3 separate regions of the Anser cygnoides genome follow, and all the other regions are linked to region 3. The links are chromatin contacts, called in public Hi-C maps. All regions are on one chromosome and are shown on one strand. The core of a region is the stretch at or near the end of the contact, and the rest is flanking DNA. Distances in the headings are between cores, read along the strand shown.

Evidence for each region. A called contact is a pair of places that touch in the nucleus more often than the background predicts.
Region 1: a Hi-C map of liver shows a contact between it and region 3, with 3 times the contacts expected there. The contact joins the enhancer-like site here to the promoter of SLC41A3 in region 3. A contact is called at or near these places in 2 of 7 Hi-C or Micro-C datasets (both in liver).
Region 2: a contact with region 3 is called in a Hi-C map of liver, with 2.1 times the contacts expected there. The contact joins the enhancer-like site here to the promoter of SLC41A3 in region 3. A contact is called at or near these places in 2 of 7 Hi-C or Micro-C datasets (both in liver).

The regions. Positions count from the first base shown.
Region 1 is chr10:13,007,510-13,010,209 of Taihu_goose_T2T_genome, reverse strand. The region is part of intron 6 of LOC136791594 (a long non-coding RNA gene); the gene reads right to left. Among named protein-coding and RNA genes, the nearest start is that of SLC41A3, 39 kb to the left of the region's middle. Within about 2 kb of position 1,344, at least 1 of the 3 cell types and tissues checked has open chromatin away from gene starts, as enhancers often do. A contact at or near this core is called in liver, where this site is marked.
Region 2 is chr10:12,987,756-12,990,464 of Taihu_goose_T2T_genome, reverse strand. The region is part of intron 6 of LOC136791594 (a long non-coding RNA gene); the gene reads right to left. Among named protein-coding and RNA genes, the nearest start is that of SLC41A3, 58 kb to the left of the region's middle. Within about 2 kb of position 1,449, at least 1 of the 3 cell types and tissues checked has open chromatin away from gene starts, as enhancers often do. A contact at or near this core is called in liver, where this site is marked.
Region 3 is chr10:13,046,226-13,048,939 of Taihu_goose_T2T_genome, reverse strand. SLC41A3 (solute carrier family 41 member 3) reads right to left here and starts at 1,450. Exons shown (of 11, transcript XM_067003004.1): 1 at 1,326-1,450.

The DNA of each region.
Region 1 (2,700 bases), core at 95-2,594, 39 kb after region 3:
AGAGAGCATATTTGAAACAAACCAGAGGAAAAGGTTTTCCACATGGGTTTGAAACAAGCCAGAGGAAAAGGTTTTCCACGCAACAAACTGAAGGCTTATGACCACATGATAAGAGCTTAAATGGGATTAAACATGCTCAGAGAGTCACAATCTATGAAATCTCCATCTCAGGAGATGGCTAACCTGCAGGTCAGCATTGCTCCAGGGGACAGACCACTCAACACATGCCCTGCTCCCTGATCTCTTTCTTTCAGCCTTCCTTGCCAGTTGCTGTCAAACAGGACGCCAGGCTAGATAAATCTTTGCTATTATCCAGCAGAATATTCCTTACAGTTTTTGGTGCATTAGCAAGATCTGCTTTATTATACAATAATATAGCACAGTATCGTGTTATGTTGCTTCTAGCACTGTAGCAGCCTTCATGGAGCTGGGTGTCCCTGTACACCACCTTGTTACAGCCCTGTGTTTCTTGTCGCCACTTACTCTCTGAAGCATTTTACTTACTGTGCATGGTATACAAAGTGGGGCGCTTGCTTGGTCCTGTGTTTACTGAATGTGACGCTGTATAAATATTAGGCACAGGAGATACTAAGGTAAGCTGTCAGAAAGCCCCCGTGGAGGGAAAACATGGAGACCTGACCTCCAGCCCCCTCGATCCAACACACAAGGTTAGCTGATATGATAAACACCGTAAATAGAAATGACTTGTTCTGAGCAATAGCTGTTAAACCAATAAACAGCGAAAACTTCAGAGAAAAAACCACTGTTTTTCCTCATTTATCAAATAAGACTCTGTATCTTTTTTTTTCTCCCCCTTTTTAAACAAGTTCAGTTTGTGAAGATTGAAGAAAAACAAGACGTCCTTTCAAATCCCTCCTCTGGATCAAACCTCATTAGGTTTTGATGTCAATGGTGCATAGAAGGCTGACTGCTGCCAGCAGAAGTATTTGGCAGCCGGGCTGTTACATAATACAATCCTGTCTTTCACAGAAGAGAGATCTCTGTGCTGCTAAATGTGCTAAAATTTAACCCGCTGCTTTGCTCCATCCAGCCAAAACAGCTCTGTGCATTTTCCATAGTACTAACCAATGGTTGTTAAAAAAAAAAAAAAAAAAAGTCAACTTTCTGCTTGAAAAATAAAATACCCAAAATACTAAAAACACATATAGATATTTATTTAAGGAAGTACACATTTCCCTTTCCCCACCTCTGACCAAAATCTACTCTGAGAAGGGAGATGTTTGTCCCAGAAAGCAAGAGTAGTATTAAAAAAAAAAAAAACACACACTTGTACAACTCTCAGAAAAAAATTATGTTAAAGAAAAGAAACAAAGTGTGTTGTTACCCTCGAACTGTGTCACTGCTTCATGGAAACGTTTGGACTCAAAACTCCGGAAATGTAAAATGTTTTCCAAGGTTGTTTACAGTGAGCTTGAATTTTCAGCTCCCACGAGTAGGAACAAAGTGTTTAAACTTCAAAATTTTTTTCCAGAATGGCTTTTTAGCTGTGCCTGTGTATCCCTTGATGCTAAAAGAAAACAAAAATACAGCTTTGAGTGGTGTAGATCAGGGGCATTTCTGGTCCCACTCCTAGTTTTCATTAACATTTGTCAACAAACTGACCCAGCAATTTATCGTGCCAGATGCTGACAGGTGATATTCCCACCGAACCCAAGTTTTAAAAACCCAACTATCTTCTCTAAGCCCCCATATAAAACCTCCCAGCCATCCCTGGACCAGCCCCAGTAAGTATCTTGTGTTCAGCTAATGAACACCCTCCAGTGACATTGATATTAGAACGTCTTGGAAAGAGAAATTCAATTACAGGTCTGACTGAAACTGGAAGAAAGGCCCTCAGGATTTACCCCAACAGAAACCAAATGGAAAGGGCTCAGGAGGCACAGCTCTCCCCAGTCAGCTCACAGTCACCAGCAACGATCACCCAGTAAGCCTCTCAGAGCTGGAGAAATACTTTGGGGATGCAAATCCATATTCAAGCACAGAGGTAAGGGGAACTGGGGGGTACATCAGAGGGATGGGGTGTGCACCCAACTCCACACCAAAGATGTCTCGCGTGGTGCTACCAGCCACCTCTCTATTCCCTGGCTAACATCAGGCAGACAAAATCCTTCCCCAAAAAGCCTCAGAGTCGGCTGTTGCTGCAAGCAGAGGTTAGTGTTACAGGTATCTCCTTACAGAGCATGGACACAGGCAGCTATAGACATCCTACACATAGTGCATGCCAGAAACAACCATACCCCCCTGTCCTGGGTTCCAACTACAGCGTAGCACGCTTTATTTAACTGACCCTGACGGAGGGAAGGGACTCACCAAGGCAGCTAAGGGCAACAGCTATCCATTCACCCCTCTGAAAGGAAAGTCAGAAGACAGCAATTTATATACTTGGCACTGTCCACTGAAGGAGCCTCTCCACCCAGAAGACCAGAGATCAGCACACCTGAGTCTTAGGGCTCCAGTTCACCTCTGAAGGCAACCCTACCCCAAATGGCCCCACTTGGCCAACAGGACAAGCAAGGCACTGTCTCCCAGCGGATGCTGGTCACGGTGGCCTGGGGCACTGCAGTGCTCCCATAGTGTCCAGAAAACTTCTCAGTATGGTCTGAAGATCATTCCTTGGTGCTCCTCCAAACCCCAGCTGAGCACATTATGTTTTCAATTGAGCTGCATGTTTCACGGGTG
Region 2 (2,709 bases), core at 200-2,699, 58 kb after region 3:
CCAGCACAGAAAGCAGAAATAAAGGAACACTAATAAGTAAATTGAACATCCTGGCTGCTTTGGTACGTGTGTTCCCTGCTCATTTGCTTTATAGTGCCTTGGCTTGCTACTCTGTCATGTGAACAGTATCGAAGAAAGCCAGATCCTTTTTACTTGGAAATTGATGATGTATGTACCCAAGTGTTGATCCAACTGTCTTCATGGCCCAGGAGTAACATGTTTATCTTTTACCTCCCCTCAAGCTTCTTAATATTAATAGGATGGGTCTGCACAAGACCTGGCATTTATAAATACCTTCAACTCAAGCTTCCTTTTCCAAGGCTGCCACGCATTTGAACATAATCCCAGGCCAACTGTTTCCACATCCAAGCATCCCACCCTATTCTTACTTTTATACCACTTGCACTGCTTATTGTAAGTTTCTCCTGGCTGATTTCCCAGAATATCCTTTGCCTCTGGCAAGATAATTGCACAAGACTAAAATATTGTCGCCACAGACCTTAGCTACATTATATGCTGCTGTCAATACAGCCGGGGAGGGGGGGAAGTCTGTGGGACAGAAGTGCTAGGTCCTGAAGAACTAATTCTTTCATAGTCCAGAAATCACATGGTTTAAAACAGTTGCTCCAAGATTTTGGTTTTGGTGTTTTTTTCCCTCTCTCTCCTGTGTGGGTTTGTGGTTTTTTCTATCGTTTGTTTTTTGCCGCTTGTTTTCATGTTTTTTTCCCCCCTTTTTTTTTCCCCTGGGGGGAAAGTTCAGGTCTCATCTACCAAATGCGAAATAGTGAGCAGGGTAGAGGGGAGTCAGTGTTTTGTCAGCAAGGAAAACAAGCAGTCTTAAGAGAAGTGGAGATTTTCCCACTCTTCATTTCATCTAGTTCAATATCTACTCATCTCCTGAAAAGGCAGTCAAATGGAAAATTTTACGCTGATGTCTTAAAGTATTTGATCCACTTACACTACACCAGCCGAGAACGAATGTTACCAGCCAAAATGCCAGCTGATGACACAGCAGAGACCAAAACCTCAGGTCAGTGACCTTTCGTGGGCGCCACAAAAAACTTCAGTCTTCCTTCCAAAATTAGAGGGTGGGGATGCTGATAGACAACACAGGCATGCTGGCAGGCAGCATCTGAGAGCTGGGAATTTCAGCCTTTCTTGGAGACAATACATTACCATCAGCCACACCTCTCTGCAAGGTGGCAGCCACCAGCTCCTGTGACTTCTGAACCTTGCCAGAGTCTGGCCTTCACTTTGCCTTCTGCCCTATTAAACACACATGATTCCTCATCTTCTCTAAGGAATCACACTGGTGATGGGGATCGCATTCCCCAGCATAAAGTTAAGCTAGTGGTAGTCCCACAGGCTTCTTTAACTCATGAATTCCTCAACCTACTATTGTGAAAGTCTTTTTATACTGGTGTTGTGCGCTTGTATCTCCCTACCTTCACCATTACAAGATGCTCAAAAGCTGACTCTCCTTCTGCCAGGCTAAAACATGCAAGTCCATCTTCCACAGAAGAAAGTCTGTTGGTTTAGAGCTCCTGGTGGTCACAGTTCGGTCTGGTGTTAACGCACTAGAGCTGGGTCACTATCAGCTCTCTGCATCCCTCATCCTGTTATCTCAGAAAACAGACCAAGTTAATTCTGTCACGCACAGATGCGCGCACTGGCATTTAAAGGAAAGCACTTCACGTTAAAAGCAGAGTTTAATTGCAGTGGAAAAAGAAGTGGTTTGCTTCAGCAGAAATCTCAAATTTTGAAATACCGAAGAGGAACTTGTTATTCAATGAAAAGATTAAACAAAGAACAGTGATTGCCACACTGCTCAGCAGCTGATCAAATGTGATTGAACTCTGTCCAGGAGGATATTGATTATAACCGCTTGCTATTCACTTTGAAATTAAAGAGGTTGAGTTCTACTCTCAATTACAACACAAGCTTCAGTGAAATCACTTTGAATTTGTACTGCTGTCACAGGACAGGGCTGCACACACCCTGACTCTGTAGTTTTCCTCCCCGGTGTAGCTCCTCTCACGTAGCCCATGGCTGAATCTCCGCTGCTGAGGTTTAACAAGTACTGAATGAAAAAGGCAATTCTTCAAATACACATTCAGGAAAATGTTAAGAAACTAATAAAACATCCAGTAAGTCAGAAGCACAAGCTTTTTGGTGTGTCAGAAAAGCAAGTTTTATTTGGAGCTTGGGAAAGGAAAATATAAAGCAATTCCATCGGTTGGTAGAAACCCAAAGGACAGTTCTATGTTAATACCCAAATCCAGAATTGCAAATTACACTACACAGTCCAGCATTGCTGGCTGGACTGAACAAAGCACAAACAGGAAAAAAAAACTGATTTAAAACAACTCTCACAAAACCCAACAACCCTTATTCTTGCTTTACTCATCCAACATGAGCAACACAGCTGAGGACAGTATTTCAACAATCTGTGTAATTTTATCTTTTCTGTGTTCTTCTACTTTGGATATTATGTGTCATCTCTGTTTGTACAACAGCCAAGTGCCTGATCCTGCTTTCTTTGCCAGCCATACAGATCATAAATCAGAGAGCACAGCTCATAAATCACGTGCCACTGAATACTGAATCAAACTGAGACACCCAGAGACTCCACTTGGTAGGAACTACAGGACTTTAAGGGGGCTGGGGGCAACTGGGGTATGCCCTGACATGCAGGAATAGGTGCAAACA
Region 3 (2,714 bases), core at 201-2,700:
ACACCTAGCATAACAGAGCCAGCTGCCAATCGCTCCCCAATAAGAGGGTAATTCTCTAATCTTCCGTCCGATCTGAACACTTTCACTTCCTCTGGCACCTCCTTTGACACACACGCACGCAGTATGTGACTCACCTACCTACAGAGAACCTGCCATGACCCCAGCAGCATCCTCTGAGAAAAAATAAACATGCAAAATTGTTACCAGTCGCCCTTTTCCTCTCCTCTCCTCTGGTCTCACTTCTTCACATCACCATTCCTCATCCTGCCTGCCTGGATCGTTCCCCATCGCCTCCCGCCAGCACCCACCGAGGTTAACGCTGCCTGCCCGCTGTTCACCATTCGCAGGACCAAACCCCGCTGCCCAAACCCCGGCCCCGACCCATCCCCTTCCTCACCCAACATCTGGGCAGCGGAAGGAAACCGCTGGGAGGCCCCAGCCGCAGCTGGGCGGCGGAGGAGGGAAGAAGGAAGGATGGACAACCCTAAAACCACGCTCTACAGGAGGAGGAAACCCCTGTGTGTGTGTGTGCGTCCCCGTCTCCTTCCCGTCGCTTACCGGCTCCTCGCCCTGCCCGGGGCTCTGCCCTCAGAGGGCCGCGGGAGGCGCCCGCCACGGCTGGGCCGAGCCCGCCCTGCGCGGCGGCCGCGGGTTCGAGTCCGGCCCCCGGCGGCTCGGAGGCGGCGCGGCGCCCTGAGTGGCAGCCGCCGGGCCTGCCCCGGCGCCGTGCGTGAGGCGGGCGGGGGGGCCGCGCTGCTCCAACCCCCGGGCTGTGTTGTTGGTGCCTGTCATACGGCCCTGCCTGGCCCACGGAAGGCAGAAGGGGACGGGGCTTGAGGGGAAGGGGGTCGGAGGGCTCCCGGAGCCCCCTCGGGACGTGAGCCCCGCAGGGAAGCGCTCCCCAGGTGGAGCTGCTGCCCCCCGAGCCTGCAGGCTGCCTGAACCCCCGGCTGATCTTATCAGCAAGGGTGAAAACGCCTGAACACAGGAGAAAGAAACCTGAGGCTGCAATTGGGAGTTGAGGAAAGACTTTTCCTCTATTTTCAGTTTTTTCCTGCCCCCCCCCCCCCCCCCCCCAGTTTGGCATTACAACATCTCTCACTTCAAGCTTCTTGTGCAAACGCCTCCACTGCAATCAACAGCGAGACTCCTAGAGACTTGATTTCATCCCCCTCCCCTACTGAACCAACGTTAGAAATGTGATTGCAGCATCCATCACGTCTGAGCACATAAATCCCATTACGCACTGAAGTAACCGTACTCATGCACGGCTCCTGAATCATGCAGCTCAAATTTCCAGAACAATCAAGGATATTAAATCATACCTCAGTACCAGAGCAATGTTATATCCTGCTGAAGTCTCTCAGGTGTCACGCTACGCTAAAGGGCTCCTACTGACAAAATGGTGCCTTTGGGCCTGCAAGCTCTGGGCTCAAAGCAGGGTACACTGAAGGGAGCTGAAGGTTTTTGTAAGTGACAGTAACGAAACGCTGCAGCTGCTGCGTGTTGAGGGTGCGCATTAACTGTTGAATGTCACTGCTGTAACAGCAAGGCTTAAATTTCAGCTCACTTGGTGTAATTTTATGTCATCCCTTTGCAACCAGTGCTTCCCTGAGAATGGCCAGAAGACAGCGTTTTCCTATGGGAAATAAGAAGGGAAGGGACATCTATCAAAAACCTGCGACCTTGCCAAGACGTTTTTAGACCTGTTAAAAATGTATTCTGCTATCACTTTACCCCTGAGCTTCAAAGAAAAATATCTACAGAGCAAGCAGAAATCCCCCTGGGGAAACTGATTGACAAGGGCATTTTGGTAACGGCTCCAGCTGCGGGATCTCCCACCTGGATCCAACCACCAGCTAGCACAGGGACTCCCAGCACCCTGCCACACCTCATCCTATATACAAAAAGGGATGTAACTGTTTGGCACATGCACCGTGTCCTCGTGTACCAACCTCAAATCTCCAGTGCATCACCACTGGGTACGTATTTGAGAAGGCTGTCTTTCAGCAGCAGCACAGAACTGCATTTCTTGGAAGCGCAGCGGCAGTGTTTAGATACACCCTGGCTTTGACGCAAGGGAACGGCTGCTGGACCTTGACTGCAAACAGAGCTCCTGTGACCTAGGAGCCCCTGAGCTCCCAGATAGGAACAGTTCAGCTGCTCACTGCAGCCTGGGAAGTGCTCGGTGGCATGAAGCTGAGCAGCTTCACGCTAAAATGATTTTCTTCTTCACTCAGCTGCAATTCACGTGTGCTACTTCTCTCTGCTCTCACAGAGGTACAAGTGATATCAGCAGTGTCAAAGGCGTTAGGGGACTCATTGCACTTGTTCTGATTTCTCCATAGTGCTTACAAAGACTTTTCTGCAATAAGAAGATAAGTTTCCTTCCTGTCTTCCATGTTGCTTTGCTCCTGGACTTTATTTCCAACAACTATTCCTTCAGCCAAGCAGAGGGGAATTTTACAGCTCTTTCCACTCTTTTGTCCAGACACGACATTTGTTTTTTACCCAGTTTCCTGTTATAAAATGGCATTTCTTTGATGACTAGGGACTACTGAAGACATTTCTCAACCATAAAGCTTGATTTATGACTTCAATGCAGTTAGCCCCAGCGACAGACTTAGTGTGACGGCCAGGCTGTGCAATGTCCCTTGTCACCACTGCATTAAAGCTGCTGGTGACTGCTCCATGGCACACTGGGCTGCAGTCCC